Regions from separate parts of the Mus musculus genome. Here region 2 is linked to region 1. The links are chromatin contacts, called in public ChIA-PET maps. All regions are on one chromosome and are shown on one strand. The core of a region is the stretch at or near the end of the contact, and the rest is flanking DNA. Distances in the headings are between cores, read along the strand shown. Region 1 overlaps Slc38a9 (solute carrier family 38, member 9). Region 2 overlaps Plpp1 (phospholipid phosphatase 1).

The links. ChIA-PET counts read pairs in DNA pulled down with a chosen protein or histone mark.
Region 2: an SMC1A ChIA-PET map of the G1E-ER4 cell line shows a contact between it and region 1, with 8 read pairs. The contact joins two enhancer-like sites. A contact is called at or near these places in 1 of 15 datasets of contacts at CTCF or cohesin (the G1E-ER4 cell line), 17 of 484 Hi-C or Micro-C datasets (the G1E-ER4 cell line, bone marrow-derived macrophages, cerebral cortex and 7 more), 3 of 115 datasets of contacts at active chromatin or transcription factors (embryonic stem cells and fibro-adipogenic progenitors) and 1 of 9 other capture datasets (adipose tissue).

Annotation. Positions count from the first base shown.
Region 1 is chr13:112,684,261-112,687,694 of GRCm38.p6, forward strand. It overlaps Slc38a9 (solute carrier family 38, member 9), which reads left to right. Exons shown (of 15, transcript NM_178746.4): 3 at 1,806-1,938. Among named protein-coding and RNA genes, the nearest start is that of Gm52034, 13 kb to the left of the region's middle. Within about 2 kb of position 1,946, at least 5 of the 459 cell types and tissues checked have an H3K27ac peak or open chromatin away from gene starts, as enhancers often do. A contact at or near this core is called in the G1E-ER4 cell line, where this site is marked.
Region 2 is chr13:112,836,912-112,840,345 of GRCm38.p6, forward strand. All of the region lies in intron 1 of Plpp1 (phospholipid phosphatase 1), which reads left to right. Among named protein-coding and RNA genes, the nearest start is that of Plpp1, 38 kb to the left of the region's middle. Within about 2 kb of position 1,845, at least 12 of the 459 cell types and tissues checked have an H3K27ac peak or open chromatin away from gene starts, as enhancers often do. A contact at or near this core is called in the G1E-ER4 cell line, where this site is marked.

The DNA of each region.
Region 1 (3,434 bases), core at 696-3,195:
GAGTAAACAGTGACAAGAAGACCATCTATACCTCTTTCTATCAATATTAGTCCTTTAGTAGCCCAAGTATCTGCCTAAAGTTAACATTCTTGAGTTTTGTGGGGCACTGATCCTGCTGGAAAATCCTGTAGAGTGTGAGCTTCCTAACGTAGTAGTATCTCTGAGATGCCTGTGTGCATGCGTGTGCATGCACGCGTGTGCATGCGTGTTTTGGAGGCTAGAGTCAGTGCTGACTGAATATCTTCCTCCACTGCCCTCCGCCTTATCTCTTGAGACCCTGGAGCTCATCAGCTTGCCTAGATGGGCTAGGGCTAGCCAGTGGGCTCCGGTGCTTCATCCGTTTCTACCTCCTCCCCAGAGCTGGGGTTAAAGCCGTGTCCCTGTGCTTGCCTGTGTGTCCTGCAGATCTAATTGCAGTTCCTCATACTGTGCAGCAAGCACTTTACTAACTGGACCATCGCCCTAGCCCTCAGATATCAATATTTGTTCATCACCTTTAAGAATCACTATCATGGTAGAAGTAGAAATAATACATCATATCGTAACACTTTTGAGAGATTGGTGGTTATATTAGGCTGCCAAATATATATGTAGTGATTGTTTAGCCTCTGGCCCACTCATTTTTACTATATCCCCCTTATAATTTATTAATAGCACTTAATGCATTTGCCAGTATGTTTGATATGCTATGTTGATCTCTCTGCCCATGGCTTTACTTTTATAAATGCTCTTGTTACTATTCATGAAATTGACTAGTTGATACCTACTATATTTGAATGTTGTCATGGAGAATAAATAGCAAGTGACTCAAATGTTCTGTATGTCAGTTAGAAGGCTAAACTCAACTACCGTTTCTTAGGTATCAGAGTTTGTTAGAAAAGTAGCAGAAATGAAACTTTCTTGGGGGTTTGTTTTCTTTTGTTTTCCCATTGTTTTTACCAATGTGTAAGAGTAACAGCCACAGTTTGGGGCACAGCGCTGTTTCCTGCTTCTAAGAGGCTGAGACTTGGCGGAGCCATGCGATTCTCCCTTGTCTCTCCATTTTGGAGTGCTCGTTCTGGGAAAGTTAGAAAACACCTGAGGGAGGTTCAGATGGCGCTGAAGGGCTGACTGGAGATGATGGTTGAAAGCTAGAGTCTGCAGTTCATCAGGACATAGTGAGGAAGGACACGAACATAAATATTAGGACATTAGAGTACGTTACCAGGATCCAAGGAAAGTCCATGAGGCAAAGCTCTCCGGTGCTGCCATGTTCCATTTGACCCAGTTTGGATCCCCACACAAAGAGAGAGGTTGAGGTCACTGGTCCTTAGGACATGATGTTTGTCAAAGGAAATGACTTTGGCCTATAGAGGAAGGAGTGGAGTGCCCTCTTCAGTAAAAGGACATTCGGTCTATAATTTCTCTGATTCAGTGCCAGAGTATTTTAAAAAACTAATCAAAGCAGTTTCTCTCTCACTTAAATCGTTGGAGACCCACAGCTGATACATTTTGTTTTCCTTTGCAAATTTCTCTTTAATGACTTCTCTAGTGTTTTCTGCTGTCTCTCCTCTGTTGGTAAATTTCCTTAAGCTTCAAGAGTGTTTAAAGTAAAAGTAAGTATCATGAGACAAGAACTGTATTTTATGGGTAGGATAATGCTTCTCCTGTGACGTTTTCTTTTCCCACCAAAAGTGAGAAGCGCATGCCTTTCCTTGGTGCGCCCGCCCGCTTCACATGGAGGACAGGAGATTATTCTCTACAATGGCTGACTTCCAGAATTCTTGCCTGAATGTTTTTTGTCAAGTATATATTCCCTTCTTTAGGCCTTTCTATATAGAGCCTACCAACATTGTCAATGTGAATGATGTCATTCAGAGGGTTAGTGACCATGCTGCTGCTATGAACAAGCGGATTCATTACTACAGCCGGCTCACCACTCCTGCAGACAAGGCACTGGTAAGGAGCAAAGCTCTGCTTTTTGTCTAGAGTTCAGTTGTAATGAACAGTAAACACCAAAACCAGGGCAACTCCCAGGGGTTGAACTTTTCACTGGAGGAGTCCAAAGATAGCATCATGCAAAGTCAAAGCAATAGTAGTTAATAGGTGCTTCAGGCTTGTTCATTCTTATCTGCCCTGGAGTAGAGACATTTGGAACGATCTGTTTGACAATAGCTTGGAGCTTTAATTTTTTTCTTATCTCAGATACCAAAAGCTCTGAGGAAGACAAATTGCTTTTGAAATAGCAGCTTAGATAAAAACATAAGGTTCTGGCTAGTCTCTAAATTTAACTTCTAAATTTGAAGCTACAAAGAAAAATTATTTATATACATTTTCTATAGGAATAAGAAACAAATTTGTTCATACACATACCTGATAGTTTCCTGATTAGTATTGCAGGTCACATAGTATCACAGTTCATTGTTTTGTCTTATAAACATTTAAGAAATTATTAGGAAAAGGCTACAAATTCAATAAAGGCCTAGTTTACATTATGGGTCATGATTGACTAAATTCTGTCTTATATTTTAGAATTTTAAAGTATGTAAGTAATCTGTTGCTTATAATGGTGATCATATGTGAGATACTCAGAAATTTGAAAGCTTAAAAACTCTGGTTAAAATGGGTCTGAGAATCCAAAAGGAACCAGCTCTGCCCTTCACTAGATGCCTACCAAGGAGAAGTGGGTACCACCTGACCATGGCTGTCTGATGTCACCCCCTTAATGGCTGCGTGAGGTCAGCATGCAGACCTCCTTGACTCTGCTTATTTGGGCAGCATCTCATGAAGTCCAAGCTGACCTCCAACTCTGTGTGTATGGAGAGGGACTTTAAACCCGAGCTTCCTACTTCATCTCCTTGGTTTATAGCACAAACCACCATACCTGGGCTCTAAGATTGAAAGCAAAGACTTATGAAATGCCATACGGAGGATCAATTTTCGTAGTTTTAATTTTTTTTTTATTTTTACCTGCCCCACGGGCCCTTTACATTCGTAGTGATGGTGAAGTGCATTATAGAATTATATAAATCCTTCGGGCCTTGAGATCCCAGGCTGATTCAGCCTCCCAGAGGCTGTACTTTTAGAAGCAGGCGTCAGAGATACCATCTGGAGCTGGATGGGCAGCACTACCTGGAAGTAAAGCCAACACCGCACACTGAGTCATAACCCTCTGTTATAACGATGGCACTGAGAGAGACGACTAGTGCATCTAACCAGTTGCCAAGGTTAATTGATCTCTCCACTTGTAACGAATTTGTATAAACATCCACACTCATGTTCTAAAAACCCCCAAGTCACTTTCCCTAACGGGGTGTTTTGGAGAAGAACAATAAATCACTGCTCATAGAGTAAAGGCTCTTCATTTATGGAAGAAATGCTATTATTATTATTATTATTATTATTATTATTATTATTATTATTATTATTATTATTCTAAGCTGGAAAGGGGAGGA
Region 2 (3,434 bases), core at 595-3,094, 150 kb after region 1:
AGTTGGCTCGAATTTCCAGGTCACAGTGAATCACTGCGGGGAGTCAGGGTGGAACTGTAGCAAGTCTTAACCCAGAAAGCACAGAGAGACACTATGTGCTGGCCGCCTCAGACACCTGTGCTTAGCTTTTTACACAGCTCAGGATGCAGGGTAGCCTGAAGGGAATGAATGATACTGCCTACCAGGGCTAGGTCCTCTTCCACCAATCCCCTACAGACATGCTCACAGGCCAGTCCCTCAATTGAGACTCCCTTCTCAGATGTCTCTTTGCTGTGCCAAGTTGACAGTTAAAGCTATCTAGGACAACGGAAGATTCTAGTCTTTATAGTTTCACTGTAGAAAAATGTGAAGTGAAGGCAAATTCATTAATATTCATTAATTTGTGTTAATGTTATTTTGAAAACTATAGCTGAGGAAGCTGTGAACTTTACCTTTTTATTTTTTAATTTAAGTCCTAGGAAAGTGGTTGAATTTGTGATATTTGCCTTAAAAATAATGTTATTTTTAAAGACAGGTTCTCATATCTGCAGCTGACTGCTGAGGTAAAAGTTTTTGGTCATTAAAAATAAATCTGCCCTTGGGTACACAGCAAGGCAGGTTTAGGTAGAGCCACAAGCAGATTATTGGCAAACTGGGTTGCATTCAAATTAAAAAGTTCTCCTCTGTGAGAGCCACTATTCAGACAGTGATGGATGGCGCAGGTAGGTGTTTCAGAATGCCTTCTCCCAACCCGATGAAGGACCACAATTAAAGCTATACCTAGAACTTTAAAACGACCCAAGCTCTGTGTAGCCTTTAGCCTGTAGTCCTGAGCTTGGGAGGCGAAAGCAGGAAGACCTTCAGTTCAAGGCCAGCCTGAGCTGCATAGCTGGAGGGTGGGGGCGGGGCTAAAAAGTGAAGGGTACAGAGAAGACACCCCAATGAAAGTGGACTGGAGGTCTGAAGAGAAAGCCCCGACTAGAGAAGGTAGGCATATGGTAAATGAGTTGTGAAAGGAGGCTCTGTGCCAACTCAAACTGCGGTCTACCGTGCACTGCAGATTAGTGAGAAGTCAAGACCCATAATGCCAGCCGCACCCGAGACACTTCTGCAATTTCTTATGAAGTTAATGTAGTCTGACTGTAGGATAAAGCAGTTGTGCCCTAGTATTGACCCAGATGATGGAAAACTTCTGTTCACATAGAAATAAAACAAAGCAAGCCATACACTCATGTCTATAGTACTTTTATTCATAATTGTCCAAACTTAAAACAAACAAGATAGCACAGTTTTTAAGTAGCTGAATGGGAAAATGAACTGTGGTATTAACAAATGCCATGCATGAAATATTCATATCTGGTGACATTAGAAACAAGTTATATAGCTCAGTGCTAGCTGTGGGCCTGGGCAAGGCCCTGGGTTGTGTCCTCTGGGTTGCAAGAACAAAGCAACAGAATCCAAGGAAATATGTCATCCAGCCATGAAAACCCATGCATGAAAGAACCCTCCGTGCATATTGCTAAGAACAGGAAACCAGTCTGAAAAGGCTGTGTATTTTATGGATCAAGTATGATATGATATGATATGATATGATATGATATGATATGATATGGAAATGCAAGCCTATAGAGCTATTACAAAGATAGGTGGGATGAGCAAGGATGTAAGGAACACCTACAGCAGAGGGTTTCAGGACAGTAGTATGATACTGTATGATACTATGACGGGGGCGCATGGCCCCATGATGGGTCAGTGCACAGAGAACCATAGCATGAAGAACAAGCCCTAAAGGGAAGAGGCCTGGGCTTTATTTACTCCTGGCGTATTAACTAACACTGCTTCTTCAGTTATAGCAGATGTGCTGCACCAGTGTAAGGTGGTGATAAGAGAACCAGGACGGGTGATGATAAGAGAGGGTGTGCATGGGAGCATTTACTCTCTGTTCAGTTTTTAATTAACTTAAATGTGCTATAAAAAATTAAGTGAGGCTTAAAACCTGGTAGGGTACCTGCCTGGCTCATGGAAAGTCCTGGGTACTATCCCTACCATACTACCCACAAATAGATACACACACAAAATGTGTGTGTGTGTGTGTGTGTGTGTGTGTGTGTGTGTGTGTGTAGCTCAAGCTGTCCTGTCATTGTGTAGAGCAGGCTGGCCTCAAACTCACGGAGATCTGCCTGTCTCAGCCTCTTGAGTGCTGGAATTAAAGGCGTGTGCCAGCAAACCTGGCTTAAAATATATTTTTCAATTTGTTGATAGTTTGATAAAGTATCAGTGTTGTTTTGTTACATAATACATAATGATACATAATATGCATTTTTATAAAATATTATCTTCAGTATTATTCATTTCTAGGGATAAGGTTACCTGATAAGATGTCAAATATATGTTTTAGAGTTTTGCATGATGTGTTAGCTAATAAAAATTAAAATTACATTTACGTCGTGTGCTGTGTGCATATGCTAAGATACACACGGAGGTCAGGGGTCAACTTGGGAGAGTGGGTTCTCACCTTGGGTCAGGGCTTGAGCAGGCTTCAGGCTTGGCAGCATCTGCCTTTACCCACTTGGCCATCTCACTGGCCCTAGGTAGTGACTTTCCATAATATTCATTTCCATTGCAAGCTATTGGTTCTTTTATTGCCCTGGTGTACCCTATGTTAAAGGCTCCATGCTGCTTAGGCAAACATTCTACCTCTAAACTATAGCCCCTGGACCTTACAGGTCTTATGAAAGAGGAGTAGTTGACAGCTTAGTAACTGGACATACCTTTATTTCTTAAAACTTATTATTTGAAAAACATGGTGGTATTTAGGAATTCAGTTTTTAACAATAGTTTTATGTTTTTACATTTGAACCCCTGCCCCAGAGGACCATAATATTGTGCCATTTATCTAAAAAAAAAAAAAAAAAAAAAAAAAAAAAGTGTAGCCAAGCATGGTGGCACCTGCCTTTAATTTCAGCAATCAACAGGCAGAGACAGGTAGATTTCTGTGAATTTAAAGCCAGACTGTCTCAAAAATTGGAAAGAAAAAAAAAAGTTTGTGGGATATTTAGTGCACTTAATTGAGAGAAGCCATTACTGTTCAAATGCTATACAATAGACTTGTAATACATTAAAACCCTTTTGGGGGCTGGCGAGATGGCTCAGTGGGTAAGAGCACCCGACTGCTCTTCCGAAGGTCAGGAGTTCAAATCCCAGCAACCGCATGGTGGTTCATAACCATCCGTAATGAGATCTGACTCCCTCTTCTGGAGTGTCTGAGGACAGCTACAGTGTACTTACATATAATAAATAAATAAATCTAAAAAAAGAACAAACAAAAAACCCTTTTGGATATCTGAGCAGTAAGGCAAGAGGTTGTGTGTAGAAGCATCTGTGGTGAAGGTTTTCTCCTTCTCTCACAGTCTAAATTTCAAGCTCTGGAAAGCAAGCCTCTTGAATGTAGTCAG